Regions from separate parts of the Mus musculus genome. Here region 2 is linked to region 1. Evidence: chromatin contacts called from public Hi-C data. All regions are on one chromosome and are shown on one strand. Each heading gives the region's core, a stretch centred on a gene start, on an enhancer-like site or on the middle of the called end of the contact. The rest is flanking DNA. Distances are from core to core; before and after follow the strand shown. Region 1 holds the start of Snapc3 (small nuclear RNA activating complex, polypeptide 3). Region 2 has its middle 21 kb from the start of Gm46887.

What was found. A called contact is a pair of places that touch in the nucleus more often than the background predicts.
Region 2: a contact with region 1 is called in a Hi-C map of cortical neurons, with 2.0 times the contacts expected there. The contact joins the enhancer-like site here to the promoter of Snapc3 in region 1. A contact is called at or near these places in 5 of 39 promoter capture datasets (the 3T3-L1 cell line, the C10 cell line, embryonic stem cells and 2 more), 3 of 484 Hi-C or Micro-C datasets (cerebellum, cortical neurons and embryonic stem cells) and 7 of 115 datasets of contacts at active chromatin or transcription factors (CD8 T cells, bone marrow-derived macrophages and embryonic stem cells).

The regions. Positions count from the first base shown.
Region 1 is chr4:83,415,894-83,419,221 of GRCm38.p6, reverse strand. It overlaps Snapc3 (small nuclear RNA activating complex, polypeptide 3), which reads right to left and starts at 1,498. Exons shown (of 9, transcript NM_029949.4): 1 at 1,168-1,498; 2 at 439-516. The coding sequence starts at 1,469.
Region 2 is chr4:83,205,465-83,208,792 of GRCm38.p6, reverse strand. No RefSeq gene overlaps it. Among named protein-coding and RNA genes, the nearest start is that of Gm46887, 21 kb to the right of the region's middle. Within about 2 kb of position 1,487, at least 27 of the 459 cell types and tissues checked have an H3K27ac peak or open chromatin away from gene starts, as enhancers often do. A contact at or near this core is called in cerebellum and cortical neurons, where this site is marked.

The DNA of each region.
Region 1 (3,328 bases), core at 249-2,748:
ACGTAACTGATGGGTAAATTAGCACAGTATCTGTGATTTACTGAATGGAAGAGCCTGGGGAAACACACACAACTGTATCCCATAGCCACAGAGCCACAGAGCCACAGAGCCACAGAGCCACAGAGCCAAAGAAAGGATGTCCAAATGTTTAAAACAACAACAACCACCACCACAACAACAACCAGTCATCAATTATCATTGAACTCACTAGGTAGCTAAGGCTAACCTCTAACTTACATCAGTTTTGACTCAGCCTCCCGAGGGCTGGGATTACAGCCAAAAGCCAGGACACCAAACTAATGGTTGAATTTTAAGTGGTGGAGTAAAACATTCAGAGTGTTCAGATAAACAGCAGAAAGACTAACTGTAGTTTAGTGGTAGGTCGTGTTTCATCTCCAGCACCAAAACAAATAGCATATAACAAAACAAAACTCATACCATAAAGTCACTAGGTCAGTGTTCTCTGGGATGACTTCCGGGTCTTCATCTTCCCCGAGGCATCTCAGTTTATCAAGGCTTAGAGAAAGGGAGGTTGGGAAAGGGAGAAAGGAAAAGCAACGATTTATGATCAGCCATGCATTTTTCAACAGCGGGTCAGAGCTTGTCCTAAATACATCATTGAATAATTAAGTCTTATGAAATCCAGCAGGCAGCTCAAAAGAGGCCAGAATTCAAGACAATGGTTTTTGTGCCAGTGTTATACCGAAAAGGGTGTATGTTCATTTGAGGACAGCCAGTACTGTCAAAAGGAGAAGGACCGCTACAAGTTAGTTTTTGTATTTCTATTTCCAGGTAAGAAACTTTTAGGGAAATTTTAGTAATAACATTTTCATGAGGACCGCTAGAAACCACGGTTAATAAAGGTTTCAACCCGGCTCTGTTTAAGTCTCCTCCATCCTCAGGTACTTCCATTGTCCAAATATCAATGACAGATATATACCGCTGTTACTTCAACAAGCACTTTAAAGATCAAGAATAGAAGTCTTTCGTGCATTTGTAGTGTCCCGTTACTGGATCCACCCCTCAGGAAAGTGCTTTTGGACCCAAGGATCTCTTCCGGCCTTCCGGAAAGGGTTTAGGGGGACGAAGGTTAAGGGTCTCCGAGAAGCGCAGGGACGAGGCTGAGCCCTGCGGGATCCACGCAAAACCCCGAAGCCGCACACTCACCCGCACACGACCCTCAGCTCTGCTGCTGCCTCCAGACTGCAGCCCAGATCGCTGGCTACTGCAGCATCCTCAAAGCCGTCGTTGGATGCCCCTCCGTCGGTCGGCTGCTCGGCTGCCTGCGGTTCGCTCAGCGACAAATCCTGGGCCCCTAGCCGGCCACGCCATAGCTCCCCAAAGGAGCCCACATGGAACACGCGCGTGTGCAACTCGGGAAGCTCGTATTCCGGAAAGCTGCTGTGGCTCGCACTGGGGACTGGGTGCTGTGGGCCACCCGCACCGCCGCCCTGCAGGTCCTCCGCCATGTCAGCCACGATCCCTTCCGGCAAAAGCTGGCGAGAGGGCGTCGCGGGGCGTGACGGGATTTGTAGTTTTGCAGAGCTCCGGGGTGGCGGGCGGTTGCGCGAGCTGTGCTTCAGAAACTACATTTCCCAGCAGGCTGGCTACCGCCTGGGCGCGGCTCGGTCGCTGTGGGCCGGGCTGGATGCATTGTTCTCTGGACTTGTCCGAGGGCTGTGCGGCTCGCTGTGTTCCGAGCTGATCTGGTATTGGGACCCACAATTACCTAAAGACTCAATCATTGGGTCCCCATCTCATAGTTTTCTCAAATCTGGTTCGTAGGGGCGGGACTTTTGTCCACTGGTTTTGCGAGCTGCTCTGCGGTTCCTCCTATCCTAGAGAGAATCCTGAAGGACAAGGGGCACTGAGACTGGTTCGTCCAGAATCTTCTGAAAGGCACGGTGTGTGTTTGTATGCGTGCCTTTGTATACCTACCTGCACGATAGAGCTTATCGAACGTCGGCTATGCAACACACAAATTCATTCTTAGCCATATGTATATATTTTGAAAAGTCACCACTTTTCCGGGGAGAGAGCCGAATGTGATTGTTAAAGGAGTAAACCGGTAAACTAGGAAATGGAAGTAGCTTGAAACCCAGTGAGCCTAGATGTTTCTGAAGCTTGGCCATCGCTCAGCTGTTCCAAATATCATAGCAGGGTGTGCTGAACAATCCCTGGCTTGTATGATTGTCCTGTGACACATGTTGTATAATTCAGCCATTGGAACTATTCCTTTAGTGGCTTTTAGTATATTCACAATGGGGCAACCATTAGTTTAAGAACATTTTCACCACTCGTGAAAAGGTTGCTTTTAGTTATGACTCCCAATCCTTCCAACTTTAGCCAACACTTTTCAGGCTTTACGTCTGTAAAGGTTTGCTATCTGGGCTTTTTGAAATAGGATATCACTACGTAGAACAGTCTAGCCTTGAATTCACAGCCGCTTCTGCCTCCTGAGTCCTGGGATTAAAGGTATGTCCCACCACACCCAGTTTATTTTCTACATGTAATATAAATGTAATCATATATGACCTTTACAATAGGTTTCTATAATATTGTACAATATTTTTACTTTGCAGCAAATTTCAGTACTTCATCCCCCCCCCCTTTTTGGTTGAATTTAATTGTATTGCATGGATATTATATATTTTATTTATTGAAACTCATTGGATGGACTGGGCTGCAGCTCAACTGATAAAATACTTGGCTCACATGCATGAAGTCCTGGGATCAATAATCCCAGCACTTGCAAGGGAGAGGCAGGAGGACCAGAAGTTCAAGGTCATAATCACCTTCAGAGGGAGTTTGAAGCAAGCCTGGGATACAGGAATTCCTGTCTCCTAAACAACAAGCAGGACTGGAGAGATGTCTCTCAGTGGCTAAAGAGCTTCAGCTTCTCTTCCAGAGGACCTGGGTTCGGTTCCCAGCACCCGTGTGGCAGTTCTCAGTGGTCTATAACTCCAGTTCCAGGGCCTCTTCTGACCTCTTTGGGTACCAGGCATGCAATAGTGCACAGACAATATGGGCAAAACACCATGACCAAAGCAACTTGGCTTCCATATCACAGGCCATCAGCAAAGGAAGTCAGGACAAGACTCCAGCAGAGCAGGAACCCAGGGGCAAGAGCTGATACAAGAAAAAAGAAAAATGCCGAGTTAACAGTTCAACTAAAACAAAACAAGGGGTTGAAAGATGGCTCAGTGGTTGAGAATACTTGCTGCAATTCCAGAGGACCGTGGTTTAGTTCTCAGCACCCACATTCACTCACAACCTACCCTTTTTTCATGTTTACTGCTTTCTCTTCCTGCTCGGACTCTTTACAGTG
Region 2 (3,328 bases), core at 238-2,737, 210 kb after region 1:
GCAGAAGGTAGGTGTTTTCTTCTCTGGTGCAGCTTCAAGTAAATAAGTTGCCCTTGCTTAAGGAAATAATCCTGAATGCAAGGTATGTAAATAAACATAATTAAATGCAATGGGAGACACATGCACGCACGGATGCATGGGCATGCGCGCGCGTGCGCGCGCGCACACACACACACACACACATGAACACATGCACACATGCATGCACAGGTGTGTGACATGAAAATAGAAAGGTCTTGTTGAAAAATAGGAGTTCAGAAAGATGGAGGAAGAGAGGGTAGTGGGATCAAAGTACAACATATATATGATCATATATAGGATCAAAGTACAACATATATATGAAACGGTGAAAGAAGAGAGGGAAAAGAGCCATGACAAACAAGAACAAGGTGAGAAGACTGTGGACAAACCCAGCATCAGCCTCTGGCCATCACAGGCACATGCTCTGTCCCACAGCGAAGCAACGTGCATGCACACATACACACCCACCCACACATACACAGAGAAATAAAAACCATAAAACAACACCAATGTGTACGCTTCCCACCTTTCAGTTTAATTACTAAAATTGAACCTGATAGGGAAGCTTGAATGTTAGCTTTGAAAACCCTACTGTGTTTTTAGTTCTTCCTAATGTATAATACACTAACAAGGGCTTAGCATGATTTACTGTTGTCATGTGGTACTTACACTTTATCTCATGAAACCAGGAGGCTGCATGACCTATGAGATGCTGAGTGGTGTAAGCAGGGCTCTTACCTTTTCTCACTTGAGTTGATAGCACAGTATCTGTAAGCAGACGTATTTTTAGTAGAAGCAATGAATATGAAGTCAACAGGCATCCTCTATCCATTTCCCTGGTTTTCAGGCTCAGGAGACAGTGAAGGCACAATGCTAGAGTCGATGCTTTATTACAAGCTTGTAACAACTGCTTCCTGCCTTCCTCAATCCATGCACATTTGGGTGTATGTCATTGCAAACACATCCCAGTCACAGGGAAACTTAACTGTATACTAAATCTGACCCAGGAAGACACAATTCCTTTCTTACATATGGAACATTACTTTATCCACAAGTAATCATTTATTATCTTGTTTTGGCACTACCTCAGTGTGAATGAATAGCCCATATCATTCTATGCAGCATATAAAATGTCAGTCAGCATCTTGTCTGACCTGGGTTAATTCTGAGCATGGGGCTTCTGGGCAGATGCTGCAGCAATGGCGTGTGGGAACATCTTCACAGAGTTTAAGGCAAGCAAGACTCGGCCTTTTCTCTCTCTCTCTCTCTCTCTCTCTCTCTCTCTCTCTCTCTCTCTCTCTCTCATCCTTGCTGCCTAGCTCAGGCTGAATCAGGATAATCAGGCTGTTCTATCGGAAATCTGTGCTAATTAGCCACAATTTCTCAACATCCTTGGACTGCTTTTGAACACTAATTACTGGGAACCAGAGAGTGTAAGAAAATCCACACCCTGCGGACACCCTAGTTAATACACACCCCTCTATCAGGTGAGGATGGGACAGGCCATTTAATTTCCCCAAAGAGACTCCTTTGGCTTTTCCCCTCCTCATCTTTTAAGTTTTTCTTTCTTAACAGCTTTGTTAATTTAGGTTAAGTGGTTTGGTTGCCATGGAAACCAGTATTCCTCTCAGGCTGATTGTGTCAAAGGCATCATTAATCTGTTTTCTCAACTGCCTCTTCCTCATACATCTAATTGCAGCACCCCTCCTCCCCCTCCCTTCGGCTGACATCATTTTGGACATTTTTAGGACACCATATGTGAGATTCAGCACAATTTATATTCTATTCAAATTCCGCGTATCACTACATTAATTGTTGTATTCCCACTGCAAAGGAGTGCCGCGGCTCCCCAGGTGGGTACCCTGGTCTCCAGGGCTCTGTGGGCAAAGGGGAGGCTCTGGTTTTGTTTGCCTCAGGTGCAGCTGAATGTCCCACAGAAAGGAAGCTTTTGAAGCCGTGCTGCTCCCTCCTTCTCGCCTCTTTAGTTTTCTATTTCCAAAACAGATTCTAAATAAATAATCATGATGTTTTTTTCTGGGAGCCATGATCTTTGAAAGAGTAAAGAGCCTATCCTACTGGGATTATGTAGGGGGAAGGATAATTTGGGGAGCAGGCTGGCCACCATCCTATTGAGATGGCTTTGGTCCAGTGGTAGGCATACAGGGCTCATTAATTTGTTCAGTCCTCCCAGGAACACTGCAGGAACAAAGTGCTGTGTCTTTGCCATGGTGTCCAGTTTTATTCAACTCATCCCTACACTTCTGATCCATAGAAAATTCTCAACCGATTTGCTCCATTCCAGTCTGTGTGCATCTTCCTTACACACCTGCATCCCTGTGCAAGTTTGCTAGCTAGACTCCTTGCTCATCAGTAGAATGGATGGACAAGCGCCACAGCAGGTGACACACAACCCATCCACTCTGGTTCTTCCTCCTCTCCCTTAATGAATTTGGACAATTGTTGATCTTACCACATTTCTTTCAGGAAAGCTAAATCTTATCTTTTCCTTATCTGGTTACCATTTTTATGGGTGATTATGAAAAGATTGAAACTAAGCTTGAATACATAACATAACATTTTGTATATAAATCATGAAGTAGAATGAAAAATTCATTTTAAAGCAGTACATATCATAACAGTTCGATTAAGTCTCTTACATTTTTGGTGTGGTACTCACTTCTGAAGGCTTACATCCTGAATTTTACTCCTGAGACAAAAGTCATTACCGAATGAATTTTGACAGTGTCAATTTTGAATGAGACAAAATAAAATAAGATTATTTTATTATTTTAAAAAGTTTTAAACTACATTTACTTATTTATTGTACAAGCATGTGGAGAAGGTAGCAGGTACATACAATGACACCCATGTGGAGGTCAGAGGGCCACTTGCAGGAGTTGGCTTCTCCTCCCACTGTGTGTGTCCCAGGAATCTAACTCATCTTGTCAAGCCTTGTGGCAAGTCTCCATCTCATCAGTCCTCAGCCACTTATTACAGCCCATATTTCATTTAATTATAGTTAATTTGAAAGTATGTCTCTTCCAACACGAGCTATTTAAATCACATCTCTTATCCTTCTGCCCAGCAGCGTGTCTGACACATCACATTTAGTCAGAGGATTTGTTGGATAAGTGAATGTTGACTTAGGACTAAGACAATATTGATGTGAGTCTAAATCAGTTTACAATAGTTAAGAATACCCAGTGGTCTTAACTGTCAACAATGGTGGCAGAACAGATAAGATTCAACACATCGACTCCTTAAGAAGGATTCCCATTTAAGGCCAAAGGAATGATGTAGTATATAG